Linked DNA regions of Pan troglodytes: region 1 is linked to region 2. Evidence: chromatin contacts called from public HiChIP or PLAC-seq data. All regions are on one chromosome and are shown on one strand. The core of a region is the stretch at or near the end of the contact, and the rest is flanking DNA. Distances in the headings are between cores, read along the strand shown.

Region 1 (4,312 bases), core at 4-2,503, 330 kb after region 2:
TGCAGTGAGTGGAGATCACGCCACTGCACTCCAGCTTGGGTAACAGAGTGAGACTCTGTCTCAAAAAAAAAAAGAGAGAGAAAAGAAACTATCAAAAACCTACAGAAAAGCAGTAGTTGAGTTTGTTAAGAACTAATGAAAAGCACCAAACACCTACATCTTTGTCCCTCTAACCCACACAGGCCATTCTTGGACTGTATGAAGGCTAGCTGGCAGAACCCAAGAGAAGTTGCTATGTATGACTCAAATAGTCTGCCCACATATACCTCCTTTATTTCTTTTTTCTCCATTTCTTTTTTTCTTTATCTGTCCTGGTCATGCCTTTGGTTAGCTGTGATACCTAATGGTGTCCACTGGCACTGCTTAGTCCTATGGGCAGGTACAAGGTAAAACCTCCTTAATAGGATCAAAAAGTCTGGAGCCAGGAAGTCGCCCTTATGGTTAGAAGGCTGATGTTGGCTCATGGAGATAATTAACATTTGATGATGACCTCATATGTGCCTAATATGCTTTTTTTTTTTTTTTTTGAGACAGAGTCTCCCTCTGTCCCCCAGGCTGGAATGCAGTGGCGCGATCTCGGCATAATTAACATTTGATGATGACCTAACATGTGCCTAATATGCTTTTTTTTTTTTTTTTTTTTTTTTTTTTGAGACAGTCTCCCTCTGTCGCCCAGGCTGGAGTGCAGTGGCGTGATCTCGGCTCACTGCAACCTCCGCCTCCTGGGTTCAAGAGATTCTCCTGCCTCAGCCTCCCGAGTAGCTGGGATTACAGGTGCCCACCACCACGCCCGGCTAATTTTTGTATTTTTAGTAGAGACGGGGTTTCGCCATGTTGGCCAGGCTGGTCTCGAACTCCTGATGGCAAGTGATCCTCCCGCCTCGGCCTCCCAAAGTGCTGGGATTACAGGCGTGAGCCACCGCCCCTGGTCGAGCATATTAAAATCTAGTTTTCGAAAACTGAACGGCAGGCGCCGCTGTACCAAACGCTTCCCTCTGCTCCCCAACCCCAGCCTACAGAAACCTGGTCCCCTCCTCCTACCCCGCAGTCATCCCCAGGCCTTGGCCCAGCGGGAAACATCCCTTGACTGAACCGCCACTGAACACCCACACTCCACAATCGAGGCGCAGCCCTCCCGAGAGGAAGCCCCAACGACCTCCACCTACAAGGCCTCTAAGTGTAACTGTCCTGGGCGAGGCGCGGCGGTTCGGTTCCCATGGTAACCCCGCAGCTCCAGCGTCGCGCTTCCGGGCGGACGAGCAGCGCGCCCCAGTGACGTCACGGCGCCACTTTCCGGCCGGTGACAGAGTCTAGCGGAGTTTTGGGGGCCGGGGGCGCCATGGGAGCCACTGGCGACGCCGAGCAGCCGCGGGGACCCAGCGGGGCCGAGAGGGGCGGCTTGGAGCTGGGGGATGCGGGCGCAGCGGGGCAGCTGGTTCTTACGGTGAGGGCGCCCCCGGTGAGGTCTGGGCTCGGGCCGGGCACGGCCTTGGGGCTCCTGGGACCCTGGCCCGCGGGCGAGAGAACGCGGAGGCTGGAGCTGCAGAGGGGGTTGGCGTTTTCGCAGCCCGATGACCTGGATTTAAATTCTGGTGCCGCCCTCCTAGCTAGGTGACGTGGGCCATCTCTGTCAACCCCCTGAGTCCCAGGATCCTCTTCTATAAAATGGAAATGATTAGTACCTGTCTCATAAAAGTTGTTGTGGGATGGGAAGATAAAGGCGGGTACAGCGCCCAGGACATCACCTGACACAGAGTTGACCCTCGGTAAATACTGCTTCCCTTCCTCCTGCCGTGCCAGAAGGCAGGGTCGGGACTTTTAAGGCAGGAAATTTCCTCAGTTCCTCTTTTGTGGAGGAGGCCTTACAACTATCGTCCCACCCCAAGGCGGGAGAGATGGTGACGGATCTGAGAAGCAGGGATGTCCAGGTTTAACTTCATACCCACCCTCCACCTCCACCCCACCCCAGTGTCACAGGCCGCAGTGACATTTGTTCCGTTGGTCCCCACAGAACCCTTGGAACATAATGATAAAGCACCGGCAGGTGCAGCGGAGGGGCCGCCGCTCACAGATGACAACAAGGTAAGGCTGGCCCTGCATGGGACTTATATCCCAGCCACTGGCTTGCATGGCAGCTTTGGGATCCCCAGTGCACAAGGCTATGGAGATCTACAGCCGGTAGAAAGAGCACAGGACTGAGGAAGAGGAGACTCCGATTCTGTAACTCTGTGTGATCTTGAGCTAGTCAAGTCACTTCCTTCTCTGAACTCACGTACAAAATGAGGAAGGGCACAGGAGATGGGTTGTGGAATAAACAATACCTAAGATCCCTCACATTCACTGGCTCTGTGGTTGAGGGCTCTAAAGAGGTCAGTTAGCATGGAGTTTAAGAGAACAGGCTCTGGAGTCAGACAACTGTGTTCTCATCAACAGACTCTGATGAGCCCGTTTTCTCAACTATAAAGAGGGATTAATAGTATGCATGTCAGGGAAGGGAGAGAGCACAAGGTGGGCCTTTGGGATGCTGATAGTGGTGAAATGGATGTTCACTATAATTACTCATTAAAGTGTATAGACTTTTCTGTATAAGTATTATATTTCATAAAAACACTTTGGGCCGGGCGCGGTGGCTCACGCCTGTAATCCCAGCACTTTGGGAGGCTGAGGTGGGTGGATCACCTGAGGTCGGGACTTCCAGAACAGCCTGACCAACATGGAGAAACCCCGTCTCTACTAAAAATAACAAAAAATTGGCCGGGCGCGGTGGCTCACGCCTGTAATCCCAGCACTTTGGGAGTCTGAGGCGGGCAGATCACCTGAGGTTGGCAGATCACCTGAGGTTGGGAGTTCGAGACCAGCCTGACCAAAATGGAGAAACCCGGTCTCTACTAAAAATACAAAAATTAGCCGGGCGTGGTGGTGCACACCTGTAATCCCAGCTACTCAGGAGGCTGAGGCAGGAGAATTGCTTGAACCCAGGAGGCGGAGGTTGCAGTAAGCCAAAACCACGCCACTGCACTCCAGCCTGGGCAACACAGTGAGACTCCGTCTCAAAAAAAAAAAACTTTGAAAATAATATGCACTTCATAGAGTTATTATGAGAAAGAAATAAAGTCATGCCTCTGTGATTTGCACAAAATCTGAGCATGTAGCTAGTTTTCAATAAAAGCTGTCTAGTATTGTTAAGGAATTCTATGTCCATAATTAACTGGGGAGGCTGGGAAAGAATATGTTTGGGACATGCCCCCTCACCCTGTCTCCCTCCTGAATGCAGTTTCACAGATCCTGCCATCTCCATGGATCTCCTCCGAGCTGTCCTGCAGCCCAGCATCAACGAGGAGATCCAGACTGTCTTCAACAAGTACATGAAGGTGAGAGGGACACAGGATAAAAAATAACAGGAGAAAGACTCATGAGGAGCCCAGTCCTTGCCTGCATCACCAGTCTGTCTCTTTCCTACACACAGATATCTAAAGTTTTCCTTTCTTGTTGTTTTTTGTTTTGTTTTGTTTTGTGTTTTTTGAGACAGATTCTCACTCTGTCACCCAGGCTGGAGTGCAGTGGCACAATATCGATTCACCGCAACCTCCACTTCCCAGGTTCCAGCAATTCTCGTGCCTCAGCCTCCCTAGTGGCTGGGATTACAGGTGCCCACCACCTTGCAGGGCTAATTTTTGTATTTTTAGTAGAGACGGGGTTTCACTGTTGGCCGGGCTGGTCTCGAACTCCTGACCTCAAATGATTTGCCTGCCTTGGCCTCCCAAAGTGCTGGGATTATAGGTGTGAGCCAGGGCACCTGGTCAGTTTTCAAATTTTTAATCCCCCAAGAATTTTATTCCCTCCTTGAGGGTAATTCAGATACCTTTTTTTTTTTAATCTGCCCTTGTCACACACGTGGTTTTTTTTGCTGACCTCTTATAAGGATGAAGTGACTTAAATGTACTGTGCTGAGCACTGTGCTCCAGACATAACAAGTGTCCAATAAGTATTCTTATTAGTTGTTTAATAATATAACCATTATTGGGGCCATGCACAGTGGCTCACACCTGCAACCCCAGCACTTTGGGAGGCCGAGGCAGGATCACTTGAGGCCAGGAGTTTGAGAACAGCCTGGGCAACACAGTGGGACCTCATCTCTACTAAAAAAAAAAAAAAATTTTTTTTTTTTTTTGAGACAGAGTCTCACTCTGTCGCCAGGCTGGAGTGCAGTGGCACGGTCTTGGCTCGCTGCAACCTCCGCCTCCTGGGTTCAAGCAGTTCTCTGCCCCAGCCTCCCAAGTAGCTGGGATTACAGGCATCCGCCACCACGCCC
Region 2 (4,257 bases), core at 1,149-3,648:
CCTGGGGGACAGAGCAAAACTCAGTCTCAAAAAAACAAAAACAACAAAAAAAATGATTCTGACGCATGCTCAATTTTGAGACCTGCTGCTCTAGCTGATGGTTGTTATATCTAAGATTGCAGGACTGTGTTGCCAGATCTTTTACTTTTTCCAAGAGAAGCTAGAGGTTTATTTTTATATGAAATTCGCTACTTTTAAATCTTGGCAACTAATTTAAAAATTTAAAACATACTGTGTAGTTAATAATGTATGTGCTCTAGCCAGATTTGCAACCTCTGATTTATGCTTTTTCCTTTAACCCTTATAATAATCTTATAAAACCCTTATAATAATCATCCAAGACTGTTAGGATGATACACAGTTTATGCAGGAAGAAGATGCAGGCCCAAAACATGAAGCATTTCTCTAAGTCACATAGCCAGAAAGTGGCCATGGATGCATTGTCCCTGATTGGGCATGGATGCATTTGGTTCTAAAGCCTCTGCCCTTTTAAATGATGTAAAGAGAATATATATAACTATACCTAGCACGGAACTTGGCACCACAAAAGCTAAACATCTGATGCCATTGACTGATGAAAATTCCTTCCCCATCCTTCTGCCTGGCCCTGCCATCCTCCCTCAGTCTGCATTCCTGTAAGAGAGAGCCAATCAACAGGGCGCTCATAAGGGCCTGGGAGGAGCAAGGCTGGGCAGTTTCCTGGCCCAGGGAGCTGAATAGGGCCCGGAAGAAAGCTCTTGGCAGCAGTGCCTGGGGCTGAATGTACAGTAGCCAGCTGGGTCCACGGGCTAAAAACTGGCTGCTCACCCCAGTGTTCTCTTTGTGCCCTAGACTGGGTTTCACTAGCCTGTTATGGGCTGTGTCCCCACCTGGCTCCTGCCCTCATTGTTGACTGAGCTCAGAGTAAATAGCCCTGGTCCCTCCCAATAACGTCCCCAGTCCCCAAGTTGAGCATGAGAAGCTGGGGGAGGTGTTCTCAGCATCCATTTTGGGGACAGTGGCCAGATGTACTCACATCACCAAACCCTACTCGCCTGTCACTATCATCCCAGTGTTCACTGCCCCAGGGCCCCTCTAGCCTCCAGCAGCAAAGACCTCCTGGGGCTTCTAGAACCTCAGATCATTGGAGCAGGAAAGATGTTTGAAGGCACTTCTTGTCTAACTCCCTGGGTAACTCTGTTTTGGCACTTAACCCCCTGGATTCTAAAGCTTCATTTATACTTATTGGTCTCCTTCGTCACAGGAGACACTTATTTGTGGAGCACTCATGGCCATGTATCCAGTACCTATCATGGGTCAGGCCTGGAGTCCCTGTGTCAATCAGTGTGGATCTACTCTCAATGCTCCCAGTGAGTACATGGTTGTTCCATGGCAGGAACGTTGCATTTGTGTTCTCACTGAAGTCCCATATAGGTGTCATTTTCACTGATGACGTGGCAGCTCAGATCCAGGAAAGGATTCATTCCAGGGCCCTCAGGTGGGAAGTGGTGGAGGTGGGAGTCAGATCCCAGACCCTGTCACCTCTTCAAGACCAGTGCTGGAGGGCCCCTTTTGACGACTTTCTCTTCACCAAGCGTCTTGCCCTGCATATGTCACACAGTAGGCACCCAGTGAATATTTACGACGGAATGGAAAAAACAAGGGCCTGGAGGGAGAGACCTGGGTTCAAAACCTTATTTGTACAGCTTTGCAGGGGACCTTGTGGTGGAGGTGCGGTCCTAAATCCCTAAACACTCAGTTCCTTTGTCATATACAGCTGATAACAGTAACTCCCCGGTCAGAGGACCGGAGACAATTCCTTGAGACAAGGAGCACAGGGCCTGGCACAGTCAGCCCTGATCAGGGGCCGGTAGGACAAAGAGAGGGAGACAGAAACACACACCCAAACGGCTTGAGACTGCTAGGTGCTTCACCTTCCTGGGCCTGTTTCTGATGAGGAGGGTTTGTTTATTAATAATAAGTGCTATTTCTGTAGCCCCTACTATGTGCTCTGTATCACTACCCTAGCCCTCCATCAAGAGGGATCTGCCCTCTCATCTGGCTGACCCCAAATCGAACCCTTTAACCCGCATGCTCTACTGCCTCCCTGCGGGCCCTGCCTTATCCTCCTCAACCGCCCACTGGGGACACTCTGGAGAAACCTCGGAGTCTTGGAATAGAAACCCAGGAGCCCTGAGCCTTGGCCCTCAGGCCCCAGGAGGGAGGTCAGGAGGGAGGTGTGGACAAGGGTCCGGCCGTAGCTGGTCCCGTCCTGGAAGCTGCTTAAGTTCCTGGTTCCCACCGGGGCCAAGAGTGATACCTGATCCTGGGGGATTGTGAAATGACCTCATGTGGCAGCCCGCCCGCTGTGCCCGCAAAGCCCTCCACCCTCCCCTTCCCCGCTCGGCTCCACCCCTACCCCACGCCCCCTCCCGCGCGCGCGGTTAAATCCCCGCACCTGAGCATCGGCTCACACCTGCACCCCGCCCGGGCATAGCACCATGCCTGCTTGTCGCCTAGGCCCGCTAGCCGCCGCCCTCCTCCTCAGCCTGCTGCTGTTCGGCTTTACCCTAGTCTCAGGTGAGTGGGGCGAGGAGAGGCCCGGCTCCTAGAGGGGCCGAGCCACGAGCGCCAGGATGGAGCCAGGCGGAGGCGTAGCCTCTGGAGGCTGGGGAAGTGGGAATTCCTGGGGCGGAAGTGGCGGGACCCTTGGAGCCTAGGGTGTGGGGTCCGATGTGCTGGAGGTGGAGAGACCACTGATGGCTGCAATTTGGGAGGAGGAGGATTCTGTGCTGAACGCGGACACTCCGTGGCTGCAGTGGGCTGGGGGTGGGGGCTGCTCTGCCTCGACCTCGGAAGCTCCTAGACGCTCAGCTGTGCGGCGTCCCCTAGGGCTGAGATCTGAGGGCCCCGACGCCAAGGGTTAGGGAGCTCTCGTACTCCCAGGGGTCAGGGACTCCTGGTCTGGAAGAAGGAGTCTCTGGGGGCTGTAAGGGGACTCTTAGGGCCAGAGACTGAGAATTCCTTGGGGTTAAGGTTTGGAGCAGGAGGTGGGCATCCTCTGGGGCTGGCGCTACGCCCCACCCTCGACTGTCCCGGGCCTCCCCTCCCAGGCACAGGAGCAGAGAAGACTGGCGTGTGCCCCGAGCTCCAGGCTGACCAGAACTGCACGCAAGAGTGCGTCTCGGACAGCGAATGCGCCGACAACCTCAAGTGCTGCAGCGCGGGCTGTGCCACCTTCTGCTCTCTGCCCAATGGTAACCCCACGGCAGCCGAGCGGGAACGGGGCGGGGCCGCGCTGGGCTGGGAGGAGGTGGGAGGGCCCGGGTTCCGGGAACAGGGGCGCCCCCGGACCCGGGGACCCCCGGGAAAGTCAAGGCGGTTGAAACCAGATCCGTCAGTGCTCTCCCTCGCACGGCCCCGGGGTAGACAAAGGCGTCGTTGAAACGCAGCCAAGGGGGGATCCCCACCCCTAGCTGGATTCGAGTCTCTGGTGCATGACGGGCTTCCGGGCACGCACAGCCGGGACATTGTTCCCCGCGGCCTGGGGACCCGGGGCCGCAGTTTCCTTCTCGAACCGGCCGAAGCCTGCCCTGTGGGAAAGCCCGGAGCCTGGGGCGCTCACCTCTCCTCTTGGAGTCCCTCCCTGGGGGCCTCCCCCAGCCCTGGGGAAAGACTGGGAGAGCCTGGCCTGGCAAGATTTTCCCCAATTCCTCTGTCCAGGCGGAAAGGAACTTTACAGATTTAGGAAAATGTCCCGCTCATCTTAAAGATGTGTAAGGGAGCATCGGTGAGAAAAAAATGTTCTTGCCCAAGGTCACACCGCCATCCCATGGCTGCTGGAGTCATAGTGAGGGTTCAGCTTTTGCCTTTCAGGCCAACTGGCTGAGTGATTCGAAGAAAGTGAGGAATCCTCCCTGGACACTGTATCGCCCTTCGTCGTCTTTCAGTCAATCTCTTCCACTCTAAGGATTGAGTGAGCGCGAGCTGGGGACTCTCTCAAAGGTGCTTGCTGGAGCTGCAGTCTCCACCAGGCTATCAGAACAGGGGGTGGCTTAAACAGCATGGAATCTCAGCTTTTCGTTCTCCAGAGGAAAATGCTGAGGATTAGAGGCAGGGATAGGACCTGGAGAGAACCAAGGTGCTGTAATGATGTTCTTTATCCAGAATACAGCCCCTGTGACTTTTCCTCTCTGTTATTTCCTTGAAGATGCCAGCACAGGCTGGGAAGGTTTGTAATACGGTGACCCAAGACACCGATCAGCAGGGAGGTGGTAA

The links. HiChIP or PLAC-seq counts read pairs in DNA pulled down with a chosen protein or histone mark.
Region 1: a contact with region 2 is called in an H3K4me3 HiChIP or PLAC-seq map of stem cell-derived excitatory neurons, with 2.0 times the contacts expected there. The contact joins the promoter of DNTTIP1 here to the promoter of WFDC2 in region 2. A contact is called at or near these places in 2 of 7 Hi-C or Micro-C datasets (induced pluripotent stem cells and a lymphoblastoid cell line) and 1 of 1 datasets of contacts at active chromatin or transcription factors (stem cell-derived excitatory neurons).

The regions. Positions count from the first base shown.
Region 1 is chr21:52,058,041-52,062,352 of NHGRI_mPanTro3-v2.0_pri, forward strand. It overlaps DNTTIP1 (deoxynucleotidyltransferase terminal interacting protein 1), which reads left to right and starts at 1,254. Exons shown (of 13, transcript XM_016938003.3): 1 at 1,254-1,444; 2 at 2,012-2,082; 3 at 3,275-3,371. The coding sequence starts at 1,340. WFDC3 (WAP four-disulfide core domain 3) reads right to left here and starts at 1,227. Exons shown (of 7, transcript XM_016938007.3): 1 at 1,167-1,227.
Region 2 is chr21:51,724,551-51,728,807 of NHGRI_mPanTro3-v2.0_pri, forward strand. WFDC2 (WAP four-disulfide core domain 2) reads left to right here and starts at 2,399. Exons shown (of 4, transcript XM_009437306.5): 1 at 2,399-2,559; 2 at 3,093-3,236. The coding sequence starts at 2,481.